Regions from separate parts of the Mus musculus genome. Here region 1 is linked to region 2. The links are chromatin contacts, called in public ChIA-PET maps. All regions are on one chromosome and are shown on one strand. The core of a region is the stretch at or near the end of the contact, and the rest is flanking DNA. Distances in the headings are between cores, read along the strand shown. Region 1 overlaps Tnik (TRAF2 and NCK interacting kinase). Region 2 has its middle 19 kb from the start of Tnik.

Region 1 (6,521 bases), core at 3,815-6,314, 160 kb after region 2:
ATATATGTGAAGATTCACCCAAGAATCTCCTCCTTGGCTGCTTAGAGAAGAGCTCTTTCAAGATATCATGTCCCCATCTTCCTCCTAAGGTGGAGTTCTTGGGACCATGAAAGACAAAAACCCTACTCTTTCATTATTAGTGCCCTTCTGCCTCCCTCCTGAGTTAACATCCTTATCTAAAGGAAAATCTATACCCTCTGCCTTGGGAAGGCTAGCAAGGAGGGAGAAGAAAAGAAAATTAAGAGACAATTTGGTTGGCTGTCGTTAATCCTGTCTATTCCTGTGGGAAAACGAGCCTGCTGTCTTCGATCTTTGTTAGCAGCTAGATTGAGTTAAAGAATACTGTAGCCTGTGAGGGAAAGGACGTTGCTCTTTCTGAAGATACCTCAGAGCCGCCACCAACATTTTTTTTTCCGTTAGTTATGTCTCAGTCTGAGTCTGTGCTGGACGCTCGGCTGATGCAGGAGAAGTAGCTACTAAGCGTGTCTGTGTTCTGAAGAGAAAGCCAGCCCAGTTAGGCCTTTTCTGGTGAATCCATCTCTCAACACATCTACTGATGCTTAACAAGGGAGCCATTGGACTGGGGAGATGCTAGAAACAGGCAAGCGCCAGGACCCAAACTCTAATACCGAGTACAAATGTCAAAAGCCAAATCACTGGGTGCCATGGGAAACACACACACACACACACACACACACACACACACACACGCACGCACACACACGCACAGCAGTATGTACATCCAAAATCACAACTTTGTAATCCTTCAAATGCTTATATTTGAATCTTCAGTTTAGGGCAATCAGGACTGCCTAAAGGAACCACTTAACTGAATGTAGCCAAAAGCTGGTTTCTTTCAGGTCCACCCCTTTTGCCTTCAGCCACGCCCGCCCGTTGACTTTGAATAGACTTTGAAAGTCACACTATAGGCTCTCCTCCAGAGATCTTTCAAGTGAGGCTTGGAGCCACAGGCCTGTTCTCTTTTTCCCCTATTCCCACAAGCTGGAAGCCAGGAAGGGAGGCAGAGAATGTCTGCTGCTTTTAAATGGACAGTTTGTGGAATCAGCTTCTAGCAACGTTACTCGTTCATGTGAACCAAAAATAGCTGGAAGTAGGTCAGGTTGTAGAGATGAGCGAGCCTCAGTTCACATTCTGCTGACCTTACGAGGCTTTTTCTCATGTACCGCGGCTGAGGGCTGGCTAATGATTTCATAAATGAGGAGAGAACAATTCTCTTGTTTCCTGTATGTTGCACAGAGCTCTAACGTTGTTATTTCTTAACCTCATGACAACCCTGAAATCTGAAATTTTTACCTGTATTTTATGTTTGAAAGAACCAGAAGGTCATAGAATTAACGTTGGAATGCTTCAAGGACATAACTCATTTAGTGAAAGGGCGAAGATTTGCCCATATTTTTCAGCCTGGAAGTATTGAGGTTACTGTCCACATTAATGTAAACATTGCATATAATATCTTAGTGAGAAATCATTTGAATTCACATTGGCAAGTATTAATGCCTCATAAGACAATGGAAAATGCCATTTTATTAAGTCATTTTTAAACATGACAATAATGAGACACTTACTTAAATTGAGTATTTAGTATATACCAAGAATTACAATTGAGAGAAACAAGGAAGATTCGAATAATTCAAGTGTCAGGTTGCAAAACTGCTCTGGAGAAGAAAGTGTGGTGTGAGTCAAGTGTGCACGTGTGCGCAGGCGTGCATATGTGTATGCATTCAAGTGTGAGTAAATGCTAGTTTATGGGTGCAGAAGAGAAGGCCCCAGAGCCAGTGTGAGGCTTGAGCAGACCACAAGGGAAGCGCAAAGCAGCCCTCTGTCAGCTGAAAGAAGAGGCAGCAGAGACAGCAGTGCAAAGGCCGTGAGGTGGGTGTGGCTGCTGCTGCAGTCTCCGCAGGGCTTGCCTTTCTGGGGAATTTCCAGCCTTCACCACATCCATTCTGTGACAGCCTTTTAAGGGGTACAAGCAGGCAGAAGCTGCCTCCCAACCTGAGGCCAGGAGCTTATGCATATGTAAATCCCTCTCTCACATGCAAGATTCTCAAATCATTATAATTGAACATTTAAAGCCTTCTCACCAAAAGGTATTTTAGGCATTTGGCTATATTGCCAATTACAGCATCATCTTAAAAGAGAGGCTTTTAAATTAATTAAACCCATTACACCTGAATATTTGATTTCTGCCAACACATAATTTTAAGTTGTCACTTCAAAATAATTTGGGGAGGATTTAGACTGTCAGACTTCCTTAGCTGCTCCTGGCATTAAGATGGATAACAGGTATAAGTGGCCCTAGCCAGGTGCTTTCCCCCTGGCCTGAGGCAGGCAGATCTGCTGTCCTCAAGCCCTTCTGGCTGCTGTAACAGAGATGCCATGACTTAAACACCACACACAGACTTCTCCCTGCTCTAGAAACTGGGAATAAGATTAAAGTGTCCACAGAGTAAGTACGGCTGAGAGCTCATGCATATGGCTCTCATGGGTCCTCACAGGACCAAGGGGACTTGGGGCTTGTTTGAAAGTACACTAGCCCTGGACCTGGGAGAAGACCCAGGAAAGCACTTTCAAGTGCAAGTCCAAGGACCAGTTCTGATCACATGACTCCATGTAACAGCTGAATGGGTATGCCAGGCTCCTAGAACTCCAGCTTCTGAAGGCAGGGATGGGATTCCCAGAGCAAGCTAGGTGCGTAGCTAGGCAAGCCATGTCAGGGAGCTCTGGGTTTTATTGAGACATCCTACCTCAGTTAATAATTGAGAGAGCACTTGAGCATGATTCCTGACCTCAATCCTGGCTTCTACATGTATACAGTGTGCATATACACGCACACACATGTTCACGCCTGCTAAACATGCATATACATAAGTATAACACACACACACACACACACACACTCACACACACACTAACCCCAGTCAAGAAGGTTCTCTTCACATTGTCTCTCAAAGTTCCTGTCTCCTCTGAGCATCATATTCTCCTGTTCATTCATTCAGTCTATGACCAAAATGTGTCTCTTCTTCATTTCTTTGTCACCTTGACACACCTAGGAAGAACTTTAATTAAAGATTTTTTTTTCTCTATCAGAATGGCCTGTAGACATGTCTGTGGGACATTTTCTTGATTGTTAATTGATGAGGGAGGGCCAGTCCACTGTAGGCAGAAAACCATCCTGGACAGATGGACCTAGAACCATCCCTGGGTAAGGAAGCTGAGTGTGCACATCAGAGAGAGCAAACCAGTGTGCAGCATTGCTCCATGGTTTCAGCCTCGCTGCCTCCCTCTATGGTCCTGCCTTGAGCTGCCTTGGCTTTTCATCATGGTGGAGTATGATTTGTAAGCTGCAGTAAGTCTTTTCATCCATAGCTTGTTTTATCAGAGCAACAAAAAGGGGAACTAGGGTACTGTCTGAGAAGTGACCTGGCCTCGCCCTTGTGACTCGTTAGGTATGGGACGGGGCTCAGAATCCTTCTTTCAGACAAATTGCTTCCTTAATGAATCAAACCTAGGAGCCAACTTAATGCCAGGTGATGGGAAGTGCTCTGGAATCCAGAGGCCTGGGGTGAGGCCTTGGTCTTGGCCAGGTGAGCATAAACAGTCGCCATGTTTTCCTTGATGTGGCAGTGGCAGGGCACGCTTGCTTTTGCTGCTCTCCCATGGCCTCCAAGTTGAGTGGCTTCACACCCTATACTGTAGCTCTCATGCAGAAGTGAGGGCCTATGCTCTAGACTGGCAGTATTCTATCAGACAAAACCGTGAACTTCCTGGCAGATCCCATCCAATCACACTTTGTCCTCCTCAGAAGCTCTTGAAGAGTCAGCTCTAGTGAAAGAGAGAATCCATCTTAGAGGGTGGTCTCAGGAACCAGGCCTCATGCAGCCAATCTTCTGCTATGTTCTGTTTAGTCCTATAGCCCTTTCTGGATGCAAATCTCATTCTCCAGACTGATGGTGTATAGACATCTATGCTTTGGCAGTCTACCAGCTGTATGGATACATGCCCATGACTGAAACTCACAGGCTTAGATCTCACCTGCTGATTATAGCTTTATGTAAACCTAAAGATTAATGGGAAACTGTCTTAAGGGAGAAAGGAATTAACACAGCTTTTCAAGACATCAGTTTGGGAAATGCTTAAGTACCTGCTGCATTTCTTATGTCAAGCTTACAGTACCCTGAAGTGAGCATCAGCATCTAAACAGAGAGTTGAAGGCACAAGCACCTATGATAACCATTTAAAAATAAATAATGCATAATTGATCTAATAATCAGCTAACTGATTTTTAAAAGATTACATTTACTTAGCATGCATGCACATGCACACATCACAGCATCTATGTAAAGGTCAGAGGTCAATCTGTAGGCTTGGACCATATAGGCTGAAGGGATCAAACTCAGGTTGTTAGGCTGAGCCATGGGCGCCTTTACCCTCCTCTCTCCATGTCTTCTCCATGAAGCATCCTTCTTTCCAGCTTGTCCAGGCTTTGAGTACCCATCCTCTCTTGTATATTGCTGCTAGCCTTGCTGTTCCTCTGCTTGCAGAAGGAAATCTGGGCTGTGAGGACAACACCAGCCACTGTTTCCTCCCCTGAAGAAGATGGTTTTGCAGGCTGTGTTCATCTTCCAGTGCTGAAGCTTTGCAACACCTGTACGTTTGCAAGAGAAATTTATCCGATTCTGCAGGCTGAGCTAATTGCAATTCTCCAGTGTTATTATTATTTGAAATCTTCAGTGAATCACCAAACCTCACTAATTCTCAAACCAAAGTCTTTGTGTTAGGTGACGGTGGCCCATCTAATTACCAACAATTAGATGAGTAAGAACACCTGACCCCAGCAGTTCAGGTTCTAATGAGACTCTGGTTCAGACAGTGTCAGCTAGAACCAGACAAAACAGGCTCACTCAGCCTTCCCTGTGACAATAACAGAGCTGGTGGCAGCTGAGGAAAGTGGGAAAGTCATTTTGTTCTTTCTGTCCTAGATTCCAGGGGCTGCTTCGCTCTAGAGACCTTTTAAGCTTGTTTAGTTCTCTATGAAAGCAACAGGAACATAGAACAGGAAGGAGCCCATAGAAGGGAGAGGCTGACCTAATTTGAATGTCCTCAGTTACTCAAAGGAACTGAAGCTTTAAAGGCACAGAGCCTCAAGGCTAGAGTTGTTTAGCTCTACACCCACACTCCCCTCATGGCTTCTTCTCTTCCATCCATTGTACTCTGCACACGTGCAGATTTCATGTGCATTAAAAGCATCATGCTGCTTTCATCTGGATTGAGTTCTGCTGGGGAATGAACCCTTTGCTTTTGAGAGTACACTGTAGAATGGAGAAGCTTGTTTTCGTTGGTTGTTTCCTTTATGTCAAAGAATGGCCATTAGCTGTGCTAGAATGGTTGGTCTTCTTGTTCCTCTTTGCTATGGAGGGTCTTGGATGTAAAAAAAAAAGGATTAGAAACTCAGAAAATGAAATGTAAACGTCTAGTCTGTTGATGGTGCATAGTATTAACAGTTTGATGTTAATGGCACGCTGGGTTGTGACCTTGGTTTATCTGAGTCAGAGTTTGAGGACATCGCGAAGCAGTAAGTGGTGAGATTCTCTCTCTGTGCTTCTTGTTCTTCTGTGTAGTAACTGTGCACTTTTTAAAAGGGTCTCAATCTGAATACATGGAAATTTCTTCCAGGCTCCTCACTACATGCACTGTATTTTGTCCCTGTGATTTGTAGATTCTCACCATTGTAATGAACAGACCATGCCAGAGGTCCCTGAGGGCAAAGAGGGTTGACCACAGAAGTCTTAGTGTCTAGAACAAAGAACGTGATCAGCAGACAGATGAGGGTTCTTGTCTCTGGAGAGCAATGCAAAGGCAGTGCCCCATGTCAATAGCCAACTTGGAAAAATGTAAAGGACTAAGTTATTTTTCTTGATGCTATGACAAAATATGTATGAAGAAGCAACTAAAAGGATGAGTTTGCATGGTTCATGGTTTGTGAAGGGACACAGTCGATCATGGTAAGGGAAGGACTGGCATCAGCAACCTGGTGGCTCTGGTCATATTGTGTCTATAGTCAGGAAGCAGGAAGCAGGAAACAGGAAGCAGGAAGCAGGAAGCAAACAACATGAAGTAGACAGAAAGTGGAACCCAAATGTAAGTCTTCTGCTCCCCTCCCCCAGTGACTCACTTTTGCAAGTGGGGTTCCATCCTAAACAGTTCATCAGCTTCCAAAACAGAGCCATGAGCTTGGCAAGCACATGGTCAGACACACAAGCAAGCATATGGAGATACTTCAGCGTCAAAACACAAGGACTTGTAAGATACCTAGTAACCAGGCCATATTAAAAAAAAACAAAACAAAACCCCTTTTACTATCTTCAGCATATATCTGTCCGTTTTTACCCACTGCAGGTGTCCAAGCGGAATACAAAGAAGTAGTTTCCTTGTAAGACAGAAGGGAGAGACAGCTCACATCATAAAACCACAGGTTGACAAACACAGTAAAGGGCCAGAGA
Region 2 (6,890 bases), core at 2,970-5,469:
CCTCGTGTTGGACAAACAGCTATGGTGCTGGATGATGCTGGGGAAAGATTTTCTACTAAAATCTGTATGTGAATCTCATGGATGCAGTTTTGCCGAATATTTCCACCAAGGGATGGAAGTCCTGGAAAAGGGATGGAGGTCCTGGAAAAAGGATGGAGGGCCAACTGTATTTTTAATTATGGAAAGAATTATCTCCATCCCTTGTAGTGACTTTTAGATTTCCCCTTGACTTTGAGTTTCAGGCTATAAATACATCAGCAGACCCAGGGGCCATCCCCTGTGACCTCCACCCCAGATATGCCACTTCATAAGGTTTTGCAACTCACCAAATGAATGCTGGGCAGGAAAAGCCAGTCTCAAAATCATAGATAAGAAAACATTGTCTCCAACTAAAGTTTAATAATACTTAAGCTTATTATAAACCCAATGATCAAATTTGAAAATTCTCAAAAATTCCAAATTATCCTATTTTAATTTTTAAAAAAGATCTTAAAGGAAGGTAGATCACTTGAAATAACAGTTTGAGAAGATAAATTCATGGACACTTAAGATACAATTATGCTTTTAATATTGTATTAATAAATGAACATTCAAAAATATTTTGCAATATCACCCATTAGAGCTTTCAAATCTACACTACCAACCAAAGGATTTGAAAGCTGATGTGCTTTTTCCAGTGTGGGAAACATCCGCCAAGGTTGTGGGTTGATTGTTATAAAGATATGTGTGTGTATGCCTATGTATATGTGTGTGTATGTATGTGGGGGGGGGCATGGAATGTGTGTTTGTGTGTGAATGAAAGTATGTGTGTGTATGTGTATGATTGTCTGTGTGCCTTGTGTTATGTGGGGGTGGGTGTTATATGTGTTTATGTGAGAGAGAAAGAGAGTGTATGTGTGCTTGTGTGTGTGAGAGAGTGTATAAGTGTGTGTGACTATGAGTATGTTTGTGTGTGTGAATGTGTGTGTTTCTTATATTTTTGGTTGTGAGCCTAGCCTTTAACGGCTGAGCCATCTCTCCAGCCCAATGTGTGTGTTTCTATGTGTGTCTGTGAGTGTGTGCACTGTGTGTATATGTACACAAGTATGTATAGGTACAAGTATATATAGTGTGGGTGGAGGCCACAGGTCAATGTTGGATTTTTTTTTAATGTATATTGTATGTTTTGAGGGTCTCTTAGAGAACACGAGGCTTACAGATTGGCTATGCTGGATAGCAATGAACTTTATGGATCCATCCATCACCCCCAGCCCCCAGTACTAAGATTACAGATGCATGCCCACTGCACCTGGGTTTTAGAAGGTTGCTAGGGATCTTCCCATCCCTTCCCTTCCCTTCCCTCCCCTACCCTCCACTCCACTCCCCTCCTTCCCTTTTTTCTTTGCTAGATGTGTTTTTGGGCAAAGGGTGGTGATGATATTGGGATTTAACCCAGATCATCATGCTGTGCAGCACACACGTTACCGACTGTAGCCTCGACCTTGCCACATGGATATTGACCAAAAGTTGCTGTACACTGACTAATATCACTCTTCCTGACTGAGTGACACATGCCAGGTACCCACAGCTATTTCCTATGTTCTGTCTATTTTTTCACTATGTGTGCTTCAGTGGGTCTATGTGGGTGCGTGTGTACACTTCCACACACTGCAGTTTCCCAATGATGTCGGAAGAGAATGTCAGATCTCCTGGAGCTGGAGTTACTGCCAATTGTGAGCTGTTTTACGGGGAACTAAACCTGGGTCCTCTTCAAGAGCAGCAAATGCTCTTAACCACTGAGGTGCTTCTCCATCCACCTGTGCACTTTTTATCCTTCATCAAAAAATGTTAATATTGTTAATAAACTCTGCAAACTGGACAACAGAGTCCAAGTAGTGGTTTTCATTTTTTTCTTTCTTTCTTTCTTTTTTTTTTTTTGCAGTTCCGCAGATACTTATTAAGAAGTTAGATATACAAAACCAATAAGTACCAAGTTATATATGCTTTCAGACTGGCACAATGGGGATAGCCACTCTGAGGAAGAGTTCTAATGCAGTTAGAAGACCGTCATTGTCATTCAAGGGAAAAAGCAAGCGTTACAAATTGACACAAGTCTGATCATGGAGCCAGACTGAATGTTCATAAAGTAATATAAATAGAGTATGTATTTGGCTGTACCATTTTACCTAAGTTTTAGTTTCCTAATTTGTAAGGTGAGACCAATAATTCTGTAGGATTCTCTGCACTATACACTCCTAATGTCAACCTATCTTTGTCTCCCTAAAAAGCTAAGTGGTTTTCCAAAACACTGAAGGCCTTGCAGAATCTAGGTCTTCAGCTACCAAATCTGAGGTTTTCCCACTACATCATGTGACTACAGATTATCTTCCCAGTCATGTCCATGGGTCTTGGCAACACACGCTGTTCTCTTCTAAAGAAACAAGGGAACACTCAGGTCCTATTGATAGTGGCCTCCTTGAGCCCAGCAGAGCAAGAGACTGCGAAGGGACATTGCAGCCAAATGCCCCAGATCCACATTCTAGACTTTCAGATGGTCTCAGGACTCTATGAACAAAAATGATCAATGTGCATTTTCTCTGGTGACAGGGTCAGTAGTGTCCAAGTGATCAAAAGCATCCAGCAAGCAGAGTTCAGAAGGCATGAATTAAGTACCTGCTTTGATCATCCTGGAGTTTGATTTTTCCTTTGATAAAAAGAGCCCAAGGGGCTGGTAAGGTGGCTTGCTCCTCAAGTCTAGAGACATGGTCCTTGGAACCCCACATAAAGGTGAAAGATAAAACCAGTTCTACAAAGTTGTCTGCTGACTTCTACACACCCTGTGCGCCCTTCACTTTATGTATACACACACACACACACACACACACACACATGTAATAGTATTAAATTAAAAATTTAAAAGTCTGAGCTGTGTAAGAAGATATCAAGAATTGCTTTTTAAAACAGCCAAGGTTCACCCCTTTCTTCTCCCCTCCCGACTTCTCCTTTGCTCTTTCTTCTCTCAACTCTTCCTTCCCTCGCCTCTCTTTTCCTTTCTCCACTTTCCCTGCCCTCCCTCCTGTCTATCACCTATCTACCTACCCATCTACTTATCTATCTATCTATCTATCTATCTATCTATCTATCTATCTATCTATCTATCATCTGATTTCTCTTAACTAAGGTTCTTGTACATGGTACATGTTATGACCTTACAAACCTCCTACCCCAGCTTCCTGAGTGCTTGAATGAATGGCATGTGCCATCCAGAGATTGTCATTCAGGATCATCCAATCTCTCTCTGGGAGAAGACTGAGCTTACAAAATTTTACTATGCTTAAGAATAATCTGAAAACAGCGTCCAAATAAAGTATGACTGGATATCTTACGGTTTCCATTGCTGTAAAGAGACACCATGACCATGACAACTCTTAGAGGAAAACGGTTTATTGGGGCTGGCTTACAGGTTCAGAGGTTTAGCCAGTTATAATCATGGTGGGAAGCATGGTGGCAAATAGACACACATGGTACTGGAGAAGGAGCTGAGAGTTCTACATCTTGATTCACATGCAGCAGAAATAAAATTAGAAATACTTCCTACTCTAACAAGGCCACACCTCCTAATAGTGTCCCTCTCTGTGGTCTATGGTGGCCATCTTTATTCAAACTACCACACCAGAAATCAGATAATATTAAGAATAAATTATGGATGTTTTGTTAGAAGCCACTAAAGCAGAATTTTCCAATAATTGAATTATGAGCCGAAGTAAAATCCTGGGTCCAGTGCAAGAAAAAAATGTCCTATCAAATTCATTAAAAGATTTATTATTGTATTTTTTTTTAAAGGTGACTGGTATAGTGCCCAAGAGAGAACAAAAACTAACGAATGCCTAAAGTCCACTGACCTGAGCCTGGGAGCCAGATGGGCTGTCAGTAGCTGCTTGGCAGAATAACCCTTAATGCTGTAAATGTTCATCAGGAAAGTGCTTGCATTTCCAATCATGATGCTAATAATTCTGCAGAAGGTGGCTATAAATTCGATCATGTAAGACAGTCTCTCTGTGCTGGTTGGGTATCACACTTCCTTCTAAGTGTGACAGTGACACTGTGGTTTTCCTGCCCCTCCCCAGTTTGTTAAACGTCCACCACTGAAAAGATAATGGTCCAGCTTCCTACATGCCCCGGCATTAGCTGCTCTTCTCATTGCTGTGACAAAGAACCTGACAAAGCAACTTAAGGAAGAAAGCGTTTGACAAGGCTCACAGTTTCAAAGTACAAACTTACCTGGAGGAAGGCCTGGCCACAGTAGCTTGAGGTAGCTGTCACATTATACCTGCAGTCAGGAAGCAGAGAGAGAGACAATGCTGGTGCTGAGCGCTCTCTCTCTCTCACTCTCTTTCTCTCTCTCTCTCCCTCTCCCTCCCTCCCTCTCTCTCTCTCTCTCTCTCTCTCTCTCTCTCTCTCTCTCTCTCTCTCTCTCTTTATCTCTCCTTCCTCCACCCTGCTGTGATCAGTCTGGAAATGCCCTCACTAATATGACCTAGGAGGTGTGTCTCCTAGGTGATTCTGAATCTAGTCGGGTTGACTGCGATTAAGTCCCATGGCTCTGGAGCCCCATTCTCCTGCCGTGAACATCTTATACTACTCTTTGACAGTTGCCACAATGGAAGAGGCAGCATCGGTGTATCACTGCTAACTGACCTACGTGCTTTACCCAGATCCTACTTTGCTCATTGCATCAAATTGGGGCAGCAAGCCATCAACATGGCCATCACTGATGCTGTGACCTATGACCCTTGGTTAAGACAGCGCTTGCTGTTTGCTGGGCTTCTCCACTATACCAGCTACTCCCTTATCCAAACTCTGACTGGGAAGTACTCCACTCAGCACAGGCCTCATTCAAGTAGCTCTCCTTTTCTTGAGATACATAGTGAAATATTTATAGATAAATTGATTGGTTGGTAAGGATTGGTCTTCAGATAGTCAGCCAAGAAAATAAAGCCTGAGAAGGGGTGAGGATGTAGCTATAACTAAGCATGACCCCTTGCCCATGGCTGTTGACGGTGGTGATGCCTACAGAGAAGCTAGATAAACTCTACTTTTGAGTGCTTTAAAATTTTCAAATAAGCTTTTTCCCCTCTAGCGCAGCCGACTCTGCAGGTCTGTGTGGAGCTGCGGTTGCGGGTCTCTGTTTCGCAGGATGGGGTTCGTGAAAGTTGTCAAGAATAAGGCCTACTTTAAAAGATACCAAGTGAGATTTTGAAGGCGGTGAGAGGGTAAAACTGACTACTATGCTCGGGAACGATTGGTGATCCAGGACAAGAATAAGTACAACACACCCAAATATAGGATGATAGTTCATGTAACTAAGAGAGATGTCATCTGCCAGATTGCATATGACCGTATAGAAGGGGATATGATCGTCTGTGCAGCATCTGCACATGAACAGGAAGGGGCTGCTGAAAGCTAAAGCAGTTTTCTATGAAGATTGTTTCATAAAGACAATAAACATATTAATCAAGCAAAAAGAAAAAATTTTCAAATAAGAGTTGTTTTTTTGTTTTTGTTTTGTTTTGTTTTGTTTTTAAATCTTCAAACTAGTTTCTTCTCAAACTGCAGAGCTAGGTTTTTAGGCACAGTGATATTCATATTCCAGAACGTATTCATCCAGAAACGAGGTGACTGCTAGGTGTGACTGACAAGGGCGCCTTGAATGAACTGGGCCATTTGTTTGGGAGATTTAACAAGGAAGATTCCTATGAAGTGTGCTCCTGACATTTTCCTGTCTCTAACCATCTATGGACAGAGGATACTGTGGGGTCAATCCACCAATGCTCCACGTTCTTAGTGCTGCTTACATAAGCTGACGTCTAGTGGAGTCCAACTGCTGAGAAGCTGGGAGCTTTAACCTTCTTAGAAGGCTGAACTGCTTTGGATGAGCTATTAGAGTCAAGCTGCCAGATCACACACAATGCCCAACCAAGGTGGGTTAGAAACATCATAAATTGATCTCTTATTAGTTCTAGAGAGTTCAAAGGCAAAGTACAGAAAAATTCAGTGTCCTGTGAGAGCTTGTTCCTCATAATGGCACCTTCTGGTTGAGTCCTCTTGTGGAAAGGAGAAGCGATCATTCTAGACAATCTTACAGAAGGCCACTGACCCTATTCACAAAGCTCTGCCCTCAGGACCCCATTGCCCTTCTTAAAGCCTCTTATGCAAGCATCCTGGGAGGTAGGAATTCAACACATGAACTTGAGGGTGGTACACAAGCACACACACCCATCCCATTGTTTGGTTCATTAGGAGTCTTTGGTGTGATTCTCTTAGAACTTCCAAGAGTTCCGGCATAGTGCAACGATGCTGCCTAGATGCTGTCTGGGACTGTAGAAGGCAGGTCAGTGCTGGCTTCCTGAGAACTCACCAATGATTTCAGTACAAATCCAGAACCTCTTTCCAACCAACTTTTATCTGCTAGTTTTCTTCCTGTTTTTGTTTCTTTGGTTGATTTTAGATTATTTGGGATATGCAAAGTCTCATGTATCCCAAATTCAAACTTTTCGCTTGCATGCATATATCTGTGATCATACGAGTGCATGTATATCTGCACATGTGTAGGATATTATATGTTCATATGCTTGTGAATGTGTGTGTGTGTGTGTGTGTGTGTGTGTGTGTGTGTGAACCCAGTGTTTATCTCAGATTTCTTCCTCAATTATTACCTTAGACATCAAGGCAAGGTCTTTTGAACCCAGAGCTCACTAATTTGCTTTGGCTAGCTAGCTAGGCAGCTTGTTTAGAAGATACTGTCCCTGTCCCCGCCCCTGGGGTTACAGGTGGATGACCTGGCTTTTACAGGGGAGCTGGGAAACGGAATTCTGACTCTCATGCTTACATGGAAAGTATTTTAACCACTG

The links. ChIA-PET counts read pairs in DNA pulled down with a chosen protein or histone mark.
Region 1: a contact with region 2 is called in an RNA polymerase II ChIA-PET map of memory CD8 T cells, with 8 read pairs. The contact joins two enhancer-like sites. A contact is called at or near these places in 3 of 484 Hi-C or Micro-C datasets (group 2 innate lymphoid cells, immediate neuronal precursor and nephron progenitors), 2 of 115 datasets of contacts at active chromatin or transcription factors (astrocytes and memory CD8 T cells) and 1 of 9 other capture datasets (liver).

What each region holds. Positions count from the first base shown.
Region 1 is chr3:28,400,532-28,407,052 of GRCm38.p6, forward strand. All of the region lies in intron 2 of Tnik (TRAF2 and NCK interacting kinase), which reads left to right. Among named protein-coding and RNA genes, the nearest start is that of Mir466q, 16 kb to the right of the region's middle. Within about 2 kb of position 5,065, at least 49 of the 459 cell types and tissues checked have an H3K27ac peak or open chromatin away from gene starts, as enhancers often do. A contact at or near this core is called in memory CD8 T cells, where this site is marked.
Region 2 is chr3:28,240,347-28,247,236 of GRCm38.p6, forward strand. No RefSeq gene overlaps it. Among named protein-coding and RNA genes, the nearest start is that of Tnik, 19 kb to the right of the region's middle. Within about 2 kb of position 4,220, at least 17 of the 459 cell types and tissues checked have an H3K27ac peak or open chromatin away from gene starts, as enhancers often do. A contact at or near this core is called in memory CD8 T cells, where this site is marked.